Linked DNA regions of Sus scrofa: region 2 is linked to region 1. Evidence: chromatin contacts called from public HiChIP or PLAC-seq data. All regions are on one chromosome and are shown on one strand. The core of a region is the stretch at or near the end of the contact, and the rest is flanking DNA. Distances in the headings are between cores, read along the strand shown.

Region 1 (4,115 bases), core at 1,042-3,541:
AGCCCTCCCATTTGAGGTAGGGTGAGATGCAACGGACAGGTTTTTGTCTGAACTTTCGGCTGAGAGTATTATATTTAGATTCCATCTGATTGTTCTTTCTTGGGGTTTTTTGCCTGGTTGGGTTTAAGCATAATTCACGTCTGAACTTAACACAACAGACATATTTCTGAAAAACTGTGGCTAAATCCATTGTTAACAAATCAGAAAGCATCAGGAGAGCTTAATGAAATTTATCCTGATGTTCTGGTCACCTGTTTCCTTTAATAGATGTAGTGGTCAGGGCCCTGCTCTGATTTCTCTCTTTATATACGCTGGATTTTTTTTTTTTTTTTTTAAATCTTAGGCCCAGCACCTCGATTCTTAATGAGAGAACTTTCAACTATGTATGTTGGGTAATTTGCTGAAAATTCATCACTGAAAACCTGCCCTTCTGCTTTTAGCATTTGAAATCCTTTGGCAGGGAGGCGTTTTTTCTCCAAACTGATCTTTTGAAGGGCCCCAAAAGGACCCCTGAAGTCCTTTCTGAACTTTTGGATCATTACAGTATTATGCCGATTTATCTAAAATGTGGATTCTGACTTGGATAACTGCAGACTCCTGGCAGCCATGAGCATGTCTGATGTCTTGGCACAGTTTTGGGGTGGAAGGGGACTTTCCCACTTCTTTATGCAATCCACAAGCAGCACATGTGGCAGTTTGATGCTGTTTCTTCTGTTGTACTGAAATGCTTAGCTTTTCATACCGGTCCTGCTTCTCCATGAAAACAGCCTCTGTGTATGTCTGTATATATTTAAATGAAATGAAAAAGAAAAGTGAGACCCAAGAAATGCCTTCAGTTTGCAAGGGTGATTATTTTTAGACCATGTTCATATGCGCCAAAAGATCTCTTTTAAGTCAGGTGACTGGAACTTGGAACAGAGCTTCCCATAGAAACAATAGTGAACTATGTGTGCTGCTGAAGTTTCCAGACCAGCTCTCAAAGCTTAGTTAACCCATCCTATGCTAACATGCTTTGCAGCTGTGTAACATATCAAAACATGGTTTAGACTAGACATAGAGAACAGATTTGTGGTTGCCAAGGGGAAAGGGAGGATGGGGGAGAGACAGATTGGAGGTGGGGGTTAGCAGATGCAAAGTATTACATACAGAATGGATAAACAACAGGGTCCTACTGTATAGCACAGGGAACTATCTTTAATATCCTGTAATAAACCATAATGAAAAGGAATATGAAAAAGAGTATATATATGTATAACTGTATCACTGTGCTGTACAGCAGAAATTAACACCACATTGTAAATCAACTATACTTCAGTAAGATAAAAAAAAAAAAAAAACACGATTTAATGATATCTAACCTGCAGCCTGTGTCAGTGCAAGACATAAAAAGTGAAAAAAGTGGAGCTCCTGTTGTGGCGCAGTGGAAATACATCCCACTAGGAACCATGAGGTTGCAGGTTCGATCCCTGGCCTCGCTTAGTGGGTTAAGGATCCAGCGTTGCCGTGAGCTATGGTGTAGGTCACAGATGTGGCTCAGATCTGGCGCTGCTGTGGCTGTGACGTCGGCTGTCAGCTGCAGCTCCAATTCGACCCCTAGCCTCGGAACCTTCATATGCTGCAGGTGCGGCTCTAAAAAAAAAAAAAAAAAAAAGTTTACTGTATAAGGATACGTTTTATTTCTCTTAAAAGATGGTTTTTGAGGGAAAGTAGTTCCAAAGAAACTGGGGGTGCTGGGGGAGCCCCAGACAGACCTGAAGCCCTTCTACAGGGCAGTGTGGGCATCAGACCAGTCAGTCAACCTCTTGAGCCTCAGTTTGTTCATGTCATGAAGTCATTGTGAGGATCAGAGCAGGAAGTACACATGAAGGCGATTTGTAAACTGTAAAGTTCTATACAAAGATACAGCGTAAGTTCTGGTTCCTTCCATCATTATGAAAATCCTGTGACCTGGCTTTTCTTTTTCTTGACACATGTGTATTAGTAGCCACACTCCTTATGCTGCACAATGAATAAGATCCCATTTAGCTCACAGACACAATAAATTCATGTTATTTTGACTCATTTGGGAGATAATAACATTTGTTTTTTTGAGACAGTTGACTGGAACTCCCCAAGTAATCTCTCCCTCCCCTCCTCTCACTTTTCTAGCCTCCAAATGTCTCCTGTTCTTTCCTTGTCTGAGTGTCTCTCTCTTAATCACCTTCTCAAGTTTCAGGTTACATACCAGGGCTCACACTCCAGGCTGGCCTCCCAGTGTCTCTGGCCTCTCTGTGACCCATGCCTCTGGCCTCAGACCAGCTCTGCCCCGCTGACCAGCTCTGCTGAGGGGCCGCTTCTGCCCAAAGCCTCTCTGGACACCAAACGGGCAGCCTGTCTGAAGGGACCCCAGCCTAGCAACAGTAGTTTTGATGTGACAGGTCTGGCCCTAGGCCCTGGTGCTCACAGTAAAACTCAAATTGCCATGGGCCTAATCCCCAACACAGGAGCTTTTTTATTAAAGAAAAAAAAATTATTATGAGTGATATAGTGTTCCGTCAATTTCTGCTATACAGCAAAGTAACCTGTTTTCTGGTGGAAGAGGCATTAGGAAAGGAAGTGGGGACTCAGTGGCAGAGCAAACCTTTCCCATTACCCACCTTGTCTTTGGGGCAGGTAGGGGCTGGACTATGTATGCATGTAAGATTCACAGTAACCCACCAAAGAGACACACTGAGAGGAGCTTATTAAAATATTATTTTGTGTGTCAAAGTTGTAAACTTCAGGTCTAAACAGCAAAATAATGTTTAATACTAGAAACAGCCAGGGAGGTCAGGAAGTACAGTTTATTCCTTTTGGAGCAGAGACACCTTGAGCTTGAGAGGTTAACTGATTTGCAAGTGTCTTGTGCCTTTGAATCTTGAGTCCTTTCATAGGATGTCTTTGAGGCATTGCGTCTGGGTCTCCAAACCTCCTCTGTGTAAGGTTGGCACTGATTTGCAAGGTGTGTGCTGAGATCCTAGGGTCTGCAGACGTCTACAAAGACCAGAAATGAAGCAAGGGGTAGCCTCCTCTACCTTGTTTGTTTGTTTGTGTTTTGCTGCACCTGCAACATGTAGAGGTTCCCAGGCCAGGGATCAAACCTGTACCACAGCAGCAACCCCAGCCCCTGAAGTGACAATGCTGGATCCCTAACCCACTGTGCCACAAGGGAACTCCTCCTCTACACGTTCTGATCTTCTTCTCCCACTGTAAAGAAAATTAGTAATATTTCTTAAGCAAGGCAATTCGTAGGAGCTATAGAAACAAGAAAGATGACACAGTTTCTTCTCTTTTAAAGCTTATAATACTATATTATCTCACACCGTTAGAGGGAACCAATTCTGGGCCATGCAGCATCCACAGAATTGGATATTAGTGTTTCTTCTAGTGATTCTAGTTAAGATTTAGAAAAGATCATTTCATTCTTGGGCCTTAGTTTCCTTATCCATGAAATGAGGAGATTGAAATCTGAAGCCTTCATATCTGTACATTGTGTGAGTCACCAGCTTCTAATTTTTTATTTTAATCAAGCTTTTGATTCCTTTTATTCTCTTGATTCCTTTTATTTTTATTTTGGGAAATTCTTAGCTAATTTGTAGGTGCTAATTGATTTATATGCTGACATATGAGAGGCAACTTAGCAATTTATAGAATCATAGGCTGGAAAGTGTCAGGAAATGTAGGAGAGTCCATTTCTTTGATTTTTAAGGCAGAATAGATCTCAAACCTATATAAAATCATTTGAATTTTAAAGACCTCATTTGTTAAATAGAATATACCTGCTTTTGAATATTCAAAGGCTTAGAGAATGATTATCATAAAGAGCTTGTGACTTTACCAAGGGGTTTGACTATAGAATTCTTTTCCATAGTGAGCTCCTCCAGTGCATTTAAAATGTCATATGATTTACAGAGGCTTTGTTTATGTGCATCAGAAATGCCCAGGTCTGTATATTTATAATTCATAGGCCTCCACAACAATGAGAGTAAGTGCACACAAAATATACTTTCTATTACCTAATTGGAATTTTCTATGGTTTATTTTAAGAGAGTTTTTTGGCTGTTGTGTTGGAATTTTACTGACCTTTCTTCCCTCTC
Region 2 (4,115 bases), core at 1,112-3,611, 44 kb before region 1:
TGTAAGACACTTAGGTGTAATAGTGTTTTCCAGCATGTTTTAAATGACATAAATATAATTTAACAGATAATCTAAAAATGGCATATAATGTAAAGATAAAGCCAATGTCCTTTCTACATACGTGTAAGAAGACATGCTTGTCTTCAACCTCTCCTCACTTACCTGATCTTTAGAAATGCAAATCTCAAACAACACAGTCAAAGAGAGGGAAAAATACTTACTGATTTCTTATATGCAAATGAGATAACTGAATCCATTTGAAATAAAGCAAAAAAAAAAAATCATTGGAACATCCCAAAGTAGTCCAGGAGATACAGTGGGCCCTCCATATCTTTGGGTTCCTCATCCGAGGCTTCGATGAACCTTGGAGTGGGAAGTGTTCAGAGAAAATTTAGAAAGTTCCAAAAAGCAAAACTTGAATTTGCTGGCCACTATTTACATAGTATTTACATTGTACTTACTATTTACATATTATTTACACTGTATTAGGTATTACAAGTAATCCAGAGGTGATTTAAAGTATATGGGAGGACACATTTAGGTTACATGCAAATACTACAACATTTTACATAAGGGACTTGAGCATTAAAGGATCTGGGTAAGGGGAAAGGTCCCGGAACCAATTCCCTGGGAATACCGAGGCACAATGGCAGTACAAATTTCCACTAAAAAGGCCTTTACAACAGGACTGGAGGAGCAGTAAATTGTCTAGTCAACAGTTAACTAGGAAAGAGTGGACTAGGCTTAGCAATGTTAATTATAAATACTTTGTACAGACACACTGCCTGTGGGAGAAGCAGAAATCAAATTCAATGATTTATTTTCATTTGGAAGGCTTGTGGTAAAACCCGAGCTCACATAAAAAATTGCTTTGGTTTATTAGCTGCCATAAAAATTACACTCGTATTCTGAAAAGCCTTAAAATTTAAGAAAAACAATGAACCCTCTTGCTTGTTTTTTCTCTCTCAATCCTCCTTATCTCTTTGATTTTTCTACAAAACAAGTATAAATCTCCTCTTTCTTTACAAACACCTTTCTCATCTCTGGCTAGCTTATCTTCAAGGAAGACTTCTCTCATTCTATCTGACCTAGTCCCATCTGGTTATTCTTCCAATTTACCGTGTTTATTTTCCCCAGGGCACAACATTTATCACAATTTGTACTTGTGCTGACCCCTGTTTATCCTCTGCCACCACAGAAATGTCACCTCCATGAGTGCAGGGAACTTTGTCACCACCCAGCACCTATTTTCCTGCTATAATGGTAAACCTTTTCAAACTCAAGAGAAACTTTTGAATGCCAGTACTGTTATTAATAAGCAAGTGCCTGAGGTTAGGTTTTTCCAGAAATGTTCACTCATCTACTATTTTTAGCACTTTTATCTCATTTATTTATATTACCTTCTAAAATTTGTTTGGGGGCTTTGTTTTTCACAAATAAATTTATATTTCTATTACAGGATCGTGTCAAACTCAGGACCAGGTATCATAATTGCAATACACACACGCAAGCAAATAGAGCTAAGACGTCTAGTAAAGTTTCCCTTTTCTGGTTCAACATCCCAAGGGTAGATTTTAAACAAATCCAAAGTCAAGTGGAAGAAACTGGCTACAAGTGGAGGGAGAGTGACTTCAAAATGTCCCAGAGAGAGATTCAACCAAATCTTTGGTCCCAGTAAGAACTCCCATTACTCAGGCAAGGCTGCTCCAAGGTCCAGCCCACAGCGGCCCGAAAGGGTCCCCTTCTGATCTCCTCTCCAGACTGGGTGCCTTAGCGCGATCCCCTGCGCCCTTGTTCTCCTGGTGTCTGACCTTCAACCTCGAGGGCCGGGGCACAGGGGTCGAGGACTCTCAGGGCGCGCGGTCTCCCTCCGGCCGTCAAGTAGAGGCCCCCTCACCCCCCGCCCAAACCCCTGATTAAACAAACCGAACAAACTCCAAACTGACACTCGGCTGAGCCAACATGGCAATCCCCAGACCGAACATTCAAACGTTCCTCACTCCTTCAGCAGACCGAGCCCCGGAGCGCTACTCTCTCCGAGGCCTGGCCGCTATTCCCAGCGAGGACCCCGCGGGGGGCTCCCGGCGCCAATGCAGCCAGGCGGCCAAGGACCCCTCTCCAGCTTCCCGAACTACAGATCCCAGGGTGCCTCTCGGACTCCGGCTCCCTCCCTCTCTCGCTCCCTCCCTCCGTGCGTCTCCTCCTCCCCGGCCCTTGTTGTTTTGGCTGGAAGCGCTCCGGCGGAGTTTCAGAGAAAGTCTAGGCAGAAACCGGAGCCGGCCGAACGTGGGAAGGGGAGGAGGGAAGGGAGGAAGAGGGAGCCGGGAGGCCGAGAGAGGGAGGGATCTGGGCCGGGGGCCGGGCCGCTCGGAACCTACCGCACGCCCCGGGGTGGGGGAGGCGGCGCGGGAGGAGCGCGAGGGGACCGGACGGTGGGCTCGGTCCCCCCCAGTCTAGCCGCGGAGCTCCTCGTCTCTCCGCCTTCTTTCTCCCGCGGCGGCGGCGGCGGCGAGCGCGGACCCACCCTCCGGCTAGACCTGCGCCCTGCCCAGCGACGCCCAGCCGGCGGCTCCCTCCGTGGCTCGGGACCAGCCCCGCGCCCAGTGCCCACGGGACCCTCGCGGCTTCCCCTTTCCTCCCCGCTGCCCGGGCGCCGCGGAGAAGTGACCCACCCTCTCCCGAGGAGGAGGAGGAAGGAGAGGATCGCGCCGGGCGCCCCGAAACCCAGAGCGGGCGAGCCAGAGTGGGCGCCTCCCGGGGGCTTTGTGAGTGTGTGAGTGTGTATGTGTGTGTGCGCGTGCAGCGTCGTGTCTGTCTCGAGAGCGCTTTGGGAGGTCCTGTCCCGAGGGGGCGGAGCGCAGGGGGCCGAGGCTTGGGCTCCGCGCCGGGGCAGAGTCCCGTGGAGCCGAAGCGCGGCGGAGGCGGCCGGCAGAACGGCACGCCTGGCGGCCAGGCGGGCGCACTGAAGGAAGGCCGGGGCGCCCTCGGCCCGGCCGCGGTCCCAGCCCCGAGGTGTCGGCCTCGGCGGCGCAGCCCGATTCTACTCACGTCCAAGGACCTGCCTGCGGGGAAGAAGTTCGGACGCGTTGAGCCTGCGCGCCGCGAAGCCCGTCCGCCCGGTCCACCCCGTCCACCCGAGGTGCGCCGCAGTAGAGCAAGGTCCCCGCCTTTGCGCGACCGCCCGGCGTCGACGGTGTCGGGAGCGCGCCCGGCGCGGAGCCTGAGAAGCGCGCACCATGAGCGGCGGCGAAGTGGTCTGCTCGGGATGGCTCCGCAAGTCCCCCCCGGAGAAAAAGTTGAAGCGTTATGTAAGTAAAACTCCGCCGCTGCTCCCATCCCGGGGCGGCTCGCGCGGGCGTTGCTGCTTCCACTCAGTCCCCATCCCTTGCCCCTGGGCCCCTTCCCCGGCAGGCTTGGGACCCGGGCTGTAAGCTCCCGCCTGGCCTCCGCCTGGCCGGGGATCTTTCCTCCATCCAGATTGCAGACTTCGGCTCATCGGAAGGCCCAGCGTTGCCAGCTGAACGCCCGCTGCGTGTTTTTATTATTTTAGCGGGGGTGAGGGGAGGGCATTCTCTTTTCGTGATTTCTGCATGGAATTCTTAGGGGCTGCTGTGTAGTAAATTTCCCGCACTGGGAAAACCGCCAAGGTGTTGAACTCAGCAGTCTTCTCTTTGGTCCGCGCTCCCTCCCGCCTTCCCCTCGGGGTGGTTGCGGGAAGCGGGAGGGGAACCTGGGAAGCTGCATTAGAAAAGAGCATCTCCAGTCCGCGCGCAAGGGAAAGAAAAAAGTTATTACGCGCCCTGCCGTTTGCTTAGCAGGGTTCACATTTTTGCGGTTTTGAATCGAGGGACATTGGAGTTTGGCCCGAGAGCCTTGGCTGTTTGCTGCGAGAGGAGGGCGCTGGAGGGAGCCTGGTGGCTGGTGTTCGGGAGCTTTGGACACGCTGTCAAGACACGCAGGAGGGGACAGCTGAGGCCAGTTAGGATTTCTGTGTGTTGCGGTCCTTTTCCAGGCCATCAGAGCTTGGTATTTGTGTAATTGATACAAGATGCTGATTATGTGTTAAACCATTTTAGCTGTTAGGGAAAATATTCCTTGAAAGGACCAACCTTTCT

What was found. HiChIP or PLAC-seq counts read pairs in DNA pulled down with a chosen protein or histone mark.
Region 2: an H3K27ac HiChIP or PLAC-seq map of skeletal muscle shows a contact between it and region 1. The contact joins the promoter of GAB1 here to the enhancer-like site in region 1. A contact is called at or near these places in 7 of 47 Hi-C or Micro-C datasets (embryonic fibroblasts, fetal heart ventricle, fetal skeletal muscle and 3 more) and 1 of 2 datasets of contacts at active chromatin or transcription factors (skeletal muscle).

Annotation. Positions count from the first base shown.
Region 1 is chr8:84,345,382-84,349,496 of Sscrofa11.1, reverse strand. The region is part of intron 1 of GAB1 (GRB2-associated-binding protein 1); the gene reads left to right. Among named protein-coding and RNA genes, the nearest start is that of GAB1, 44 kb to the left of the region's middle. Within about 2 kb of position 2,291, at least 20 of the 83 cell types and tissues checked have an H3K27ac peak or open chromatin away from gene starts, as enhancers often do. A contact at or near this core is called in fetal skeletal muscle and skeletal muscle, where this site is marked.
Region 2 is chr8:84,389,757-84,393,871 of Sscrofa11.1, reverse strand. It overlaps GAB1 (GRB2-associated-binding protein 1), which reads left to right and starts at 2,361. Exons shown (of 12, transcript XM_003129177.6): 1 at 2,361-3,308. The coding sequence starts at 3,237.